Regions from separate parts of the Mus musculus genome. Here region 1 is linked to region 2. Evidence: chromatin contacts called from public promoter capture Hi-C data. All regions are on one chromosome and are shown on one strand. The core of a region is the stretch at or near the end of the contact, and the rest is flanking DNA. Distances in the headings are between cores, read along the strand shown. Region 1 holds the start of Flvcr2 (feline leukemia virus subgroup C cellular receptor 2). Region 2 holds the start of Acot3 (acyl-CoA thioesterase 3).

What was found. Capture Hi-C pulls out chosen DNA fragments and counts their contacts.
Region 1: a promoter capture Hi-C map of liver shows a contact between it and region 2, with 2.7 times the contacts expected there. The contact joins the promoter of Flvcr2 here to the promoter of Acot3 in region 2. A contact is called at or near these places in 2 of 39 promoter capture datasets (liver and pre-B cells) and 1 of 9 other capture datasets (liver).

Annotation. Positions count from the first base shown.
Region 1 is chr12:85,744,906-85,750,659 of GRCm38.p6, forward strand. It overlaps Flvcr2 (feline leukemia virus subgroup C cellular receptor 2), which reads left to right and starts at 1,634. Exons shown (of 10, transcript NM_145447.2): 1 at 1,634-2,684. The coding sequence starts at 1,947.
Region 2 is chr12:84,049,140-84,054,269 of GRCm38.p6, forward strand. It overlaps Acot3 (acyl-CoA thioesterase 3), which reads left to right and starts at 3,005. Exons shown (of 4, transcript NM_001346701.1): 1 at 3,005-3,041; 2 at 4,334-4,802. The coding sequence starts at 4,346. Gm40474 (a long non-coding RNA gene) reads right to left here and starts at 4,638. Exons shown (of 3, transcript XR_872870.2): 1 at 4,357-4,638.

The sequences.
Region 1 (5,754 bases), core at 384-2,883, 1.7 Mb after region 2:
GTTCAAATGTTCTAATTCAGGAGTTCTGGGCTGAACCTGGGGATCTGGGAATCTTCCCTTGAAACAAGCTTGGCAGGGGGGCGGGCATGGTGATATACACCTGTAAACTCACCATTTAGGATTGAGAGGGTGTGGAATTCAAGGTTACCCTGAGCAACCCTGTCTCAAAAAGACCAAGCCAAAACAGACAAAAAAGGCAAAACAAAAACACCACCAGGTTTCCAGGAGCCACCCAGGCTGCAGCTCAGACTGCTCTTATGTAACTGTGTGGTAGCTTGAATGATGGGAAGTATGACTTTTCAGGCCAGCTGGGACCTTAGTTAACTGAGTTCTAAAAGGCTTGTTTTCTTGTCTATAGCACGAGGCAAGAAGGCCGAGAGCTTACAGCTCGATGTTTTCAAAGCCTTGAGTGCCTGCACATACACCATACACATGCACACATACAGACACACACACCCAGGGCAAGCAATAGTAACTACATTATAGAATGCCCGGCATGCTCACCCATGAAGCACATTTACCCCGTGGCAACAAATGCTAGCCTTTTGGCAGGATAGGAAACATTTGTTGAACGAATTATCAGCCAGGGATTTTTCTTTTTTTTTTTTTTTTTTTTTTCGAGACAGGGTTTCTCTGTATAGCCCTGGCTGTCCTGGAACTCACTCTGTAGACCAGGCTGGCCTCGAACTCAGAAATCCACCTGCCTCTGCCTCCCGAGTGCTGGGATTAAAGGTGTGTGCCACCACGCCTGGCTGGATTTTTCTAAGGGCCATTATTTCACCATCTACATTTTGCAAAAGAAACGGGAGCTCAGAAGTGGTGTTCAGTGACCTATTGTTACACGCCTAAGTCGCTAAACCGGAATCCAACCTAAATTTTGGGTTCTTTATCACTGTGAACCCATGGAGTTGTAGGGACCAGCGCAAGCCAGCATTCCTTCTCTGAAAGCCTTGCTTCCAGGCTAAGAGGTGACGCTCAGGGGATCGGTAGGTGGCAGCGGAGGGCTACGAGGCTGTATGAGTCACTTCGTTGCCTCACTCCCAGAGCCTGCGCAGAGACTTGGTTCCACAACTTTCCCTCCAGGCTATGCTTGGCTCGCGGGGTTCCCTAGTGGGAGACCTCAGGGACCCGTCAGACACTAAACAAGTTCATATACGAGTTCACCAAAATAAGTCTTTGTCGGCTGGGAGGTCTCTGAGAAAAGCAAGCATTCCTTTCACCAGGCACACTGAACTGTCACCTGGAGAGCCCAGCAAAAGAGAGGAAGGTAGGGATCTCTCTCGGATCCCCCTGAGCAGTTTAGGGACTCCGAGCCTCGGTGCACGCCCGCTGGCCCCGAGAAGACTCTGACCTCGGAAGGGCGTGAGGCGAAGTCCTCATTTACCAACGAAGACCTCTGGGAGTGGGGGGGACAAGTGAATTTAGGGAAAGTGTAGGGGTGGGGGCTAACCGGGCGGTTTCCATGACACCGGGGACGTCGGAGAGGAATGTACACCCCAACCTATGGCGAAACAAGAGCGGCGCCTTGCGAGCCCCGCTCAAGGAGGCAGGGGATCCTGGGTGGGAGGGGTTGAGGGGCGTGGGGAGCCGGGCAGGCCGGGGGGCGGGGCGGTCACGTGCGCCCGAGGGGGCGAGGCCCCAGCCTGCCCGGGAGCAAACCGAGCTCGCCCTGCCACAGTTCGCTGTTCAGGAGTCAAACTTTTTCCAGGACGGTCAACGCTTCATCTGGACAGCCTGGAACGCGTGGCAAGGCGTCTGCGGCCAACTTGGGGGACAACAGTTTGCTAGGGAGTGATCGTAGGAACCTGAGATCTCGATTTCTCCGCTAACAGAGGTGCGCTCCCGGAGAAGTGTTGCCTCAGCTCTAGGGGGACAGGCAAAAGGCTGCTGACCCATAAGACTGTAGGAGTCAGTACGTGCCTGGGATTCAGGAGCTCGTTGTGGTCATGGTGAATGAAAGTCTCAACCAGGAGGAGAGCAATGACAGACCTGCGCCAGAGTCGGAATTCCAGATGGACACCAGCTACTCCACCCAGCCCAGCGGCTCCATCCATCCCAGCGTCTCAGGCCACCCCAGCGTCTCAGGCCACCCCAGCGTCTCAGGCCACCCCAGTGTCTCCATCCATCCTAGTGTCTCCATCGACCCCAGCGTCTCTGTCCGTCCCAGCAGTTCAGCACTCCCCAGTACCTTGGCTCAACCCAGCGGTTTGACCCATCATAGTAGCTTGGTTAGAGAAGACAGCGTGATCAAGGTGAGCAAGCGTCGTTGGGTCGTGGTCCTGGTGTTCAGTTGCTACTCCTTGTGCAATGCCTTCCAGTGGATTCAGTACGGCTCCATCAATAACATCTTCATGAACTTCTACGGTGTCAGTGCCTTTGCCATTGATTGGCTGTCCATGTGCTACATGCTGACCTACATCCCTCTGCTCCTGCCCGTGGCCTGGATGCTGGAGAAATTTGGTCTTCGAACCATCGCTATCACCGGCTCAGCTCTCAATTGCCTGGGAGCCTGGGTAAAGCTGGGCAGCCTAGAGCCTCACCTCTTCCCGGTCACAATGGTGGGTCAGGTCATCTGCTCTGTGGCACAGGTCTTCATTCTGGGCATGCCCTCACGCATTGCTTCGGTCTGGTTTGGAGCTGATGAGGTTTCAACAGCCTGCTCCGTGGCTGTGTTTGGCAATCAGGTGAGTAGAGGGCGGGTGTGTGTGTGGACGGCTGTTCCAAAGAGAGAGAGCATCTCACCATGATGGGGCTGAGTATGTTAGAGGGTACCTGACGATGAGAGAAGCTGTAGTTTTCTGGTTCACAGACTTTATGACTCTTGGGTGGCTTTGTGGTTGGGTGTGGACTGACAGTGTAGTTGGGTGATTGTGACTGTCAGTGACATTGAAGATTAATGGGGCGGGGGTCACAAACAAAGGACTTTTTCTTTCATCCACAGTTTTTCCTAGCCTGTAGGAAGCATACTAATTAAAATATGATCGTTTTTTGATGGTGTTTCTCCCCAGCCTTTATCAGTACACCAGTTCCACCAATTTTAGGAATGCTGGTCTTTTCTCTGGTAGCAATCTTTGACTGCCAGGTGGCTGTTTAGGTGTCCTTGGTGGTTTTAGCTGGACCAGCCAGATTTGCTAGAACTCAAGATCCTCTGTGCACGAAACTGTGGGCTGGGCTGTTCTTACCTTTTACGCAGAGCTGAAACCAGGACACCTGGAACCAGGCTTTGCCCTAAACTCTCTGGGATTTAGAGCCAAGTCGAGTAGGAGAGAGTAGAAATCTCACTGCGAACTTCCAAGAAAGCTTCTGGTCTAAGCATCTTCTGTCTTTCTCCTTTTGCCTTTTCTCTTCCTGGGGCAAGCAATTCCACGTTCTTATGATCTTAGAATGGTTCTCACTTAGAAGCTTGGGTGTGTTATGCATCTGATTGCTTTCTCTGTGTATTTGAGGCAAAGCAAATGTTTATGGGCCCTTCTTTAATTGGAGCCTAGGTCCCCAGATTCATTTCTTCCAAGTTGCATGCTGTCCAAGCTGCTGCTGACAGATCACTGGTCACCCTTAGCTCTGGTGAGCCGATTTTGTCTTACCAGTTCATTTAATTTAGAAAATGTGTGTAACCTCTGACTTAGGCAGAAACGTCCTAAAACTTCTCTAAAGGCAGATTTCTTTTTCTCTTCATAAGTTTAAAAAAAAAAAAAAAGCTGGGTGGTGGTGACGCACGCCTTTAATCCTAGTACTTGGGAGGCAGAGGCAGGTGGATTTCTGAGTTCAAGGCCAGCCTTGTCTACAGAGTTCCAGGACAGCCAGGGTTACACAGAGAAACCCTGTCTCGAAAATACAAAAAAAAAAAAAAAAAGTTTCCCTGGTGCTCAGTGTGCTGGTGCAGGCCTCTGTTGGAGGATGTGATGAGTTCCAGGCCTGCCAGAGCCATCAAACTATTCACCTGATTTCTTCTTGTGAGTTTTGTTATTTGGAAAACCGAATTGACTTAAGCCTGGAGATGAGCCAGACAGTGGTGGCACGTGCCTTTAATCCCAGCACTTGAGAGGCAGAGGCAGGTGGATCTTTGTGAGTTCGAGGCCAACCTGGTCAACATAGTGAGTTTCAGGACAGCCAAAGCTACAAAGAGAAATCGTGTCTTGGAAAAAACAACCAAAGCAAAAGTCTGTAGCTGAAAGTAGATGGGCCTTTGGTTAAGGACACATTGCAAAGAGACATTGAGGGCTGGAGAGATAGCTCTGCAGTTAAGAACACTTACTATGCTTGCAGCAGACCTGAGTTAGATTTCCCACACCTCTATTGGATGGCTCACAACTACTCATAACTCCAGTACAAGGGGATATGATGCTTCTGCTTCCCCCCCAGGGCATCAGTGCTTAGATGTACAGACTCACAAGTTATAGCAATAAACATTTACAAATAGGCTTTAGAAAAACATAGATATTGAACTGGGTATAGTGGTGCATGCCTAGAATCCTAGCACTTGAGAGGGAGACACAGGAGGGTCAGAAGTTCAAAGTCATCCTAGGCTACATAGTGAGCTCAAGACCACTGTCACTCTGTCTCAAATATAAACAAACAAACAAACAAACAAATAAATAAGAGAATTGCATTTAACAGTCATACTTTTTGTTTTGTTTGGTTTGGTTTTTTGGGTTTTTTTGTTTGTTGGTTTGTTGTTTTTCTTTTTTTGTTGTTGTTTTGTTTTTTGTTTTTCAAGACAGGGTTTCTCTGTATAGCCCTGGCTGTCCTAGAACTCACTCTGCAGACCAGGCTGGCCTCAACTCAGAAATCCGCCTGCCTCTACCTCCCAAGAGCTGGGATTAAAGGCGTGCACCACCTGGGGACATCCAAATTGTTTGTTTGTTTGTTTGTTTGTTTGCTTTTGAGACACAGTTTCTTCTTCTCTGTGTATCCCTGGCTGACCTGGAACTCAGAGCTCTGCCTGCCTCTGCTTCCCAGTGCCGGGAGCAAAGGCAGGCACTGCTGTCACCACCCAGCTCACTTTTTTCTGTCATTAGTCCTAAGGCACAAAGTAACCCCTTGATCCACACCTCTGAAGCACGTAATACTAGATATGTTAAAATTTAAGAGGAATAGTTATTCATTTCCCATTCTACCCTACTCCCCCAGCAAGGTCAAGAAATGCTCAGAAATTTACATTTAAAAACACCCCGAGGCTGGTGAGATGGTTCAGTGGCTAAGGGTACCTGCTGCCAAGCCTACCACCAAACCTGCCAATCCGAGTGGGGTCTCCTGGATCCACATGATCCTGATCGGTGTTTCTATCCTGCCTTTGACCATTTAGTTCCCGGATAAAACACGCACACACACACACACACACGCACGCACACACACGCACACACGCACACACACACACACACGCACACACACACACACACGCACACACACACGCACACACACACACACACCCTTTATATTTACAAAAAGCCGTAGACAGCACAAGAGCTGGGCAGATGTCTACCCTCTAAGCTTATTAGACGCCACTTTCCCCCATATTACTTACTATGTTTCATCTGGGCTGCTCTTAATTCCAATTGGCCAGCCCTCAGGGCGGTGTTTTCATGACTCACTTAACCCAAGGTGGCTTCTCTCTCCTCCTTCACCCCTTTTCCCCTCATGGTTCTCCTTTGAGCCCCCAGGCCTGAGAATCCTAAAACCCTCCTATGTCTCTTCTGCCTAGCTATTGGCTGTTGGCATCAGAATTAACTTAGGTGCAATATCAAATAGTGTCAC
Region 2 (5,130 bases), core at 1,755-4,254:
GACAGGGCAGCTGTCAGGGACTCACCTGCAAACAAGCCTCTCACATTCACCCTCCCTAGAACTAGGGGAGGGAGGGTGTACTGGCTAGTTTTGTGTCAACTTGACACAGCTGGAGTTATCACAGAGAAAGGAGCTTCAGTTGGGGAAATGCCTCCACGAGATCCAACTGCAAGGCATTTTCTCAATTAGTGATCAAGGGGGGAGGTCCCCTTGTGGTGGTGCCATCTCTGGGCTGGTAGTCTTGGGTTCTATAAGAGAGTAGGCTGAGCAAGCCAGGGGAAGCAGGCAAGCCAGTAAAGAACAGCAGTATGGAAGACAGAGGGCATGCTCCTTGGATTTTACCTTGGAATGTTTTACACTTTGTCTTAGTCAGGGTTTCTATTCCTGCACAAACATCATGACCAAGAAGCAAGTTGGGGAGGAAAGGGTTTATTTGGCTTACACTTCCATACTGCTGTTCATCACCAAAGGAAATCAGGACTGGAACTCAAGCAGGTCAGAAAGCAGGAGCTGATGCAGAAGCCACGGAGGGATGTTCTTTACTGGCTTGCCTCCCCTGGCTTGCTCAGCCTGCTCTCTTATAGAACCCAAGACTACCAGCCCAGATATGGTCCCACCCACAAGGGGCCTTTCCCCCTTGATCACTAATTGAGAAAATGCCTTAGAGTTGGATCTCATGGAGGCATTTCCTCAACTGAAGCTCCTTTCTCTGTGATAACCCCAGCTGTGTCAAGTTGACACAAAACTAGCCAGTACACACTTCAACCTCAGAAACCACAGGAAATATTCAATTATCCCATTTAGTAAAGTGTTCCAGGAGAAAGGCAGGACACAATAGCCAGTCTGAATTTGAGAGCAGAGCTTCTTACAGGATCTTGACTATGATTTTTTTTTTTTTTTTGAGACAGGGTTTCTCTGTGTAGCCCTGGCTGTCCTGGAACTCACTTTGTAGACCAGGCTGGCCTCAAACTCAGAAATCTGCCTGCCTCTGCCTCCCGAGTACTGGGATTAAAGGCATGTGGCACCATGCCTGGCTTGACTATGATTTTTAAAGACTTTTTTTCTTATTTTACTTACTACTGGTACCAGAGATGGACTACATAGCTTGTTCTTGCTAGCCAAATCCTGTACTGCTGAGACACACCCCAGCCCTTAGATAGGACCAGAGCTAGATGTTCTGTTCTTCTGTTTCATGAATATGGAGGCTTTCTTGACCTTAATTATGAGAAGTTGGAGAAAAACTCTGCAGATGACCTCATTTTAGTAAATACAAAAAATAATCTGTGAGTTTGAGGCCACCGCGGTTTGTATGTTCTAGGCCATCAAGGACCACATGGTGAGACCCTGCTTCAAAAATAAAAACAAACACAAAACCCACAAATAAATATTTATTATTTTCCAAATACTTAAATATTCCCTAGGTGGTTAGAGGAAGAGATATCAGAGAGAAAGAATGTTGTCGGTAGTGGATCGCGGTCATGTGTTTCTATAAATCCATGTCTCCTAAGGCTCCGAGACAGTTCCATATCCCAGTTCTGTGGGAATGCTTATTGATCATTCAATAAAATTATAAAAGCAATCAGTGGTCCATGAAGCATTTAATCTCTCAGCCTGAGCATCAGCTGCAACTAAGGGAAAGGTCATGGTGAGCACCCAATCAGGTGAGTTAAAGATCAGTGTTTTGAGGAATCAAGAGGGGTGGGACCAATGTGTCACTAGGATGACAAGACTTTGCACACAGGGGCATCGGTCGTTTTGAAAAACCCTGCCTTCCATTTCAGTTAATTATCCTTAGAACAAGGCAACCTTCCAGTTATGTTTGACTCTCAAAAGTCCTCCAAAGGCTACATGCTAAACACTTGGTTTCCAGTCTGCGGCGCTACTGGGAGGTCATACGGACCTTAGGAGGTAGGGCCTGATGGAAGAGGTTCAGACCACAGGGAGCATGCCCTTGAAGGAGATTTCACCCCTCCCCCTCTGCTTCCAGCTGCCAGGAAGGGGGCAGCTCTGCTCTGCCACAGGTGTCCTGTAATGGTGTTCTGTCTGACCACAGACCCAGGGCAATAAAGCCGAGCTGCTGTAGACTGGGGCCTCTGAAGCCAGGAGCTAAGAGAAGCCTTTCTCCCTTGTAGTAATAAGCTGGGTAGCTCAGGTGGTTTGTCACAGGCAGGCAAACCTGATTCTTACATCTCCCTTAAAGAGTTGTGTGAGGGCTTTTAAAGAGCCATTTTCAGTACACAGAGCACAAGCCAGGCTACCACAAGCTATCTACCTTCGAGCCTCCTCCTCTACAAAACACCAAAAGATAGGATAAAATTCAGCTCCAAGAGTGACTAAACCACCATAAGAGGGATCTGAACCTCTATTTTTTGAAAAAATTTTTACAGCTACACAAATTTCCAAAACCAGCAGAGGTGCTTACACATTCACCAGGGACCAAATACAAAAAGTTCGGAAAGTGACATGAGGCTATTGACCATGGGATATATTTGATATATTTGATATATTGACCATGGGCTATATTTGAAATTACCTGACTGCAACCTTTGGGAGAATGTTTCTTCAAGAGTTACAAAGAATGGAAACGCAGGAGCGTCCCTGTGAGTGCAACCAGCGCTGTGGCAATGGGGAGTGGGGGGGGGGGCTGTCTCCCTGACTTATCAGAAACTTGAAGAATGAAATTCACTGACAACGCTTGAGGAATAATTTTATTACTACAGGTAGAAAGCTGACAGAATAAAGATGAAATACAGCAGAAAGCAGAATTCCGGAGAGGTTCCCCAAGAGAAGAAAATCAAATTCTTTGAGCTTATCTAGGGACTTCTTATAGGACTCAACACAGACAGTGGACCAACACTGAGGTAGATTATCTGAGTATGGGAAAGTTGAACATTGGAAGGCACATAGTCTATGCACAGTCACCTGGTCCAATCAGGGAGCTCAAAAGCTGTTTATGCTTGCCTGGTTAGGGCTGGTTGAAGCCCTTCTCTGTCCATCTCTGACTTCTGCCGTTATTAGCTCTTGACCTTGTCTGTCTGCTGGTAAGTGTTGCACTACTCCAACCTTGCACGGTCTGGCTAGTCTTGGAGCTTTCTGGGGTCGGCTAGTCATGTTATTTATCCTCTCTTTGGTTCTGCCTTATGTCATTAGCTCTAGCGTGACCACGGGCCTTTTTCCTTTTCTGTCTATGGAGAGTTAACAGTTATCACAGCTACCAAGACATAGCTGTGGTTTTTCTTGGTTACCTCATATTTAGCTTATAGTAGGTGCAGTCTGGAATAGGATTAGGTCATGTTTTTTTTGGTTTTGGGTTTTTGTTTTTTGGGGTTTTTTGGTTTGTTTCTTTCTTTCTTTTTTTTTTTTTTTTAGAAGCCACCCTTAAAACTTAGTCAGCTACAATTAGCTCCATTAGAAGCAAGACTCTGTTAATGAGCCACAAGGCCTTGTTTGTCTTTCTTGGGGAAGGAGCTTCGGAGAAGCCTGTCTACCTGCCAACCCTGACCCAACTTAGCTGTCTCTCGCCCAGCTGCAAGCCCTTTTCTCCCTCTATTCCCAACTCTAACATGCCTGCTCTCTCTTTCTACAGAGCAGTTGCCCTTGCTTTTGTAACACGTCTATTTACGAAACCTTTCCAAAAAACCCAGTTTGCTTGAACTTTCTCTCTCAGCTGAGCTGGAAAACACCAACTCCCTGCCCATTGACTCATTCTAGGAAACCTTTTCAGTTAAGGACAAATGGTTACACATCTTGACAAGGAACCGGACGAGCGCAGAGCTGGTGGTGCAGGCAGGCCCTGATTCCCAACATTTGGAAGGTGGGGGCAGGAAATTCAGGCCATCCTTAGCTACATAGAAAATTCAAGGTCAACTTGAGAGTGAGGAAACCTTATCTCAAAACAACCACCACCACCGGCACCGCTACCTGGAATGTAATTAAGGAGCAGAATCAGTCTGGTTTCAGCAGAAGTGGCTCCAGGTTCCACAAAGACTAGAAAGAGGCTTGGAAGGGGCGTAAGGAGAGTAAGGGAATAAGGGCTTGTTTGGCATGGATCAGTAGAATGACAGTTCCCTGATATGCTTTGGCACAATCCAGACTTTTGTAGCGGTATCTTTCCCAATCTTTCTTTTTAAACACGATTTCAACACGTACCAAGTTGTAAGACAAGATTAATCATTATGCATCTCCCGTACTTAACAAACGCTAACGGGCTTATCACAGAGGCTCTCTCTAAGAGAACCAGGAACACTTTAAGCTGTAACAGCAAGTCCAGGGAGGCCTAAAAGCCACAAAGCCAGAGCCACAATCAGAACCAATGCACGCATTTACCACCCAGAACCCGAACCGGATGGCACCTACTGTGATCCTGGAGCCCGCGGGTGGTTGCCTTTGTGACCAGCCGGTGCACATCGCTGTGCGCGGCCTGGCCCCGGAGCAGCCCGTCACGCTGCGCTCTGTCCTGCGCGACGAGAAGGGCGCGCTCTTCCGAGCCCACGCGCGCTACCGCGCGGACTCCCACGGCGAGCTGGACCTGGCGCGCACGCCCGCGCTGGGCGGCAGCTTCTCGGGGCTCGAGCCCATGGGGCTGCTCTGGGCCATGGAGCCCGATCGGCCTTTCTGGCGCCTGATCAAGCGCGACGTGCAGACGCCCTTTGTGGTGGAGCTGGAGGTGCTGGACGGACACGAGCCCGACGGCGGGCAGCGGCTGGCGCGGGCGGTGCACGAGCGTCACTTCATGGCCCCCGGGGTTCGGCGCGTGCCGGTGCGCGAGGGCCGGGTGCGCGCCACGCTCTTCCTGCCCCCAGGTGAGCAGCCTTCCCTCCTGTGCTTGCAGCCCGGGATGCTTCAGGGGTGCAGCGCAAGGGCCCCTTCTTCCCTGTCTCCCACACTTTTCAGGGGGCTCCCTGGAAAAGCCTTAAGGACTTGGGTTCATGGCTAGGTGAGTCGTGTCCTGAAGTGAATGAAGGTCACCGCAGGAGTTTAGGACCTTAGAGCATCCGAGTTCCCCCAAAGCCCTGTAAGCTAGAAATCTGCACTCTGATAGTAAGACCTATGGGTGGTTGTGCAGGGGTTCGCGTTTGACATCTGTTGCTCAAGAACAGCCCTTCAGGCAAAGTCAGCGCAAGCACTGGG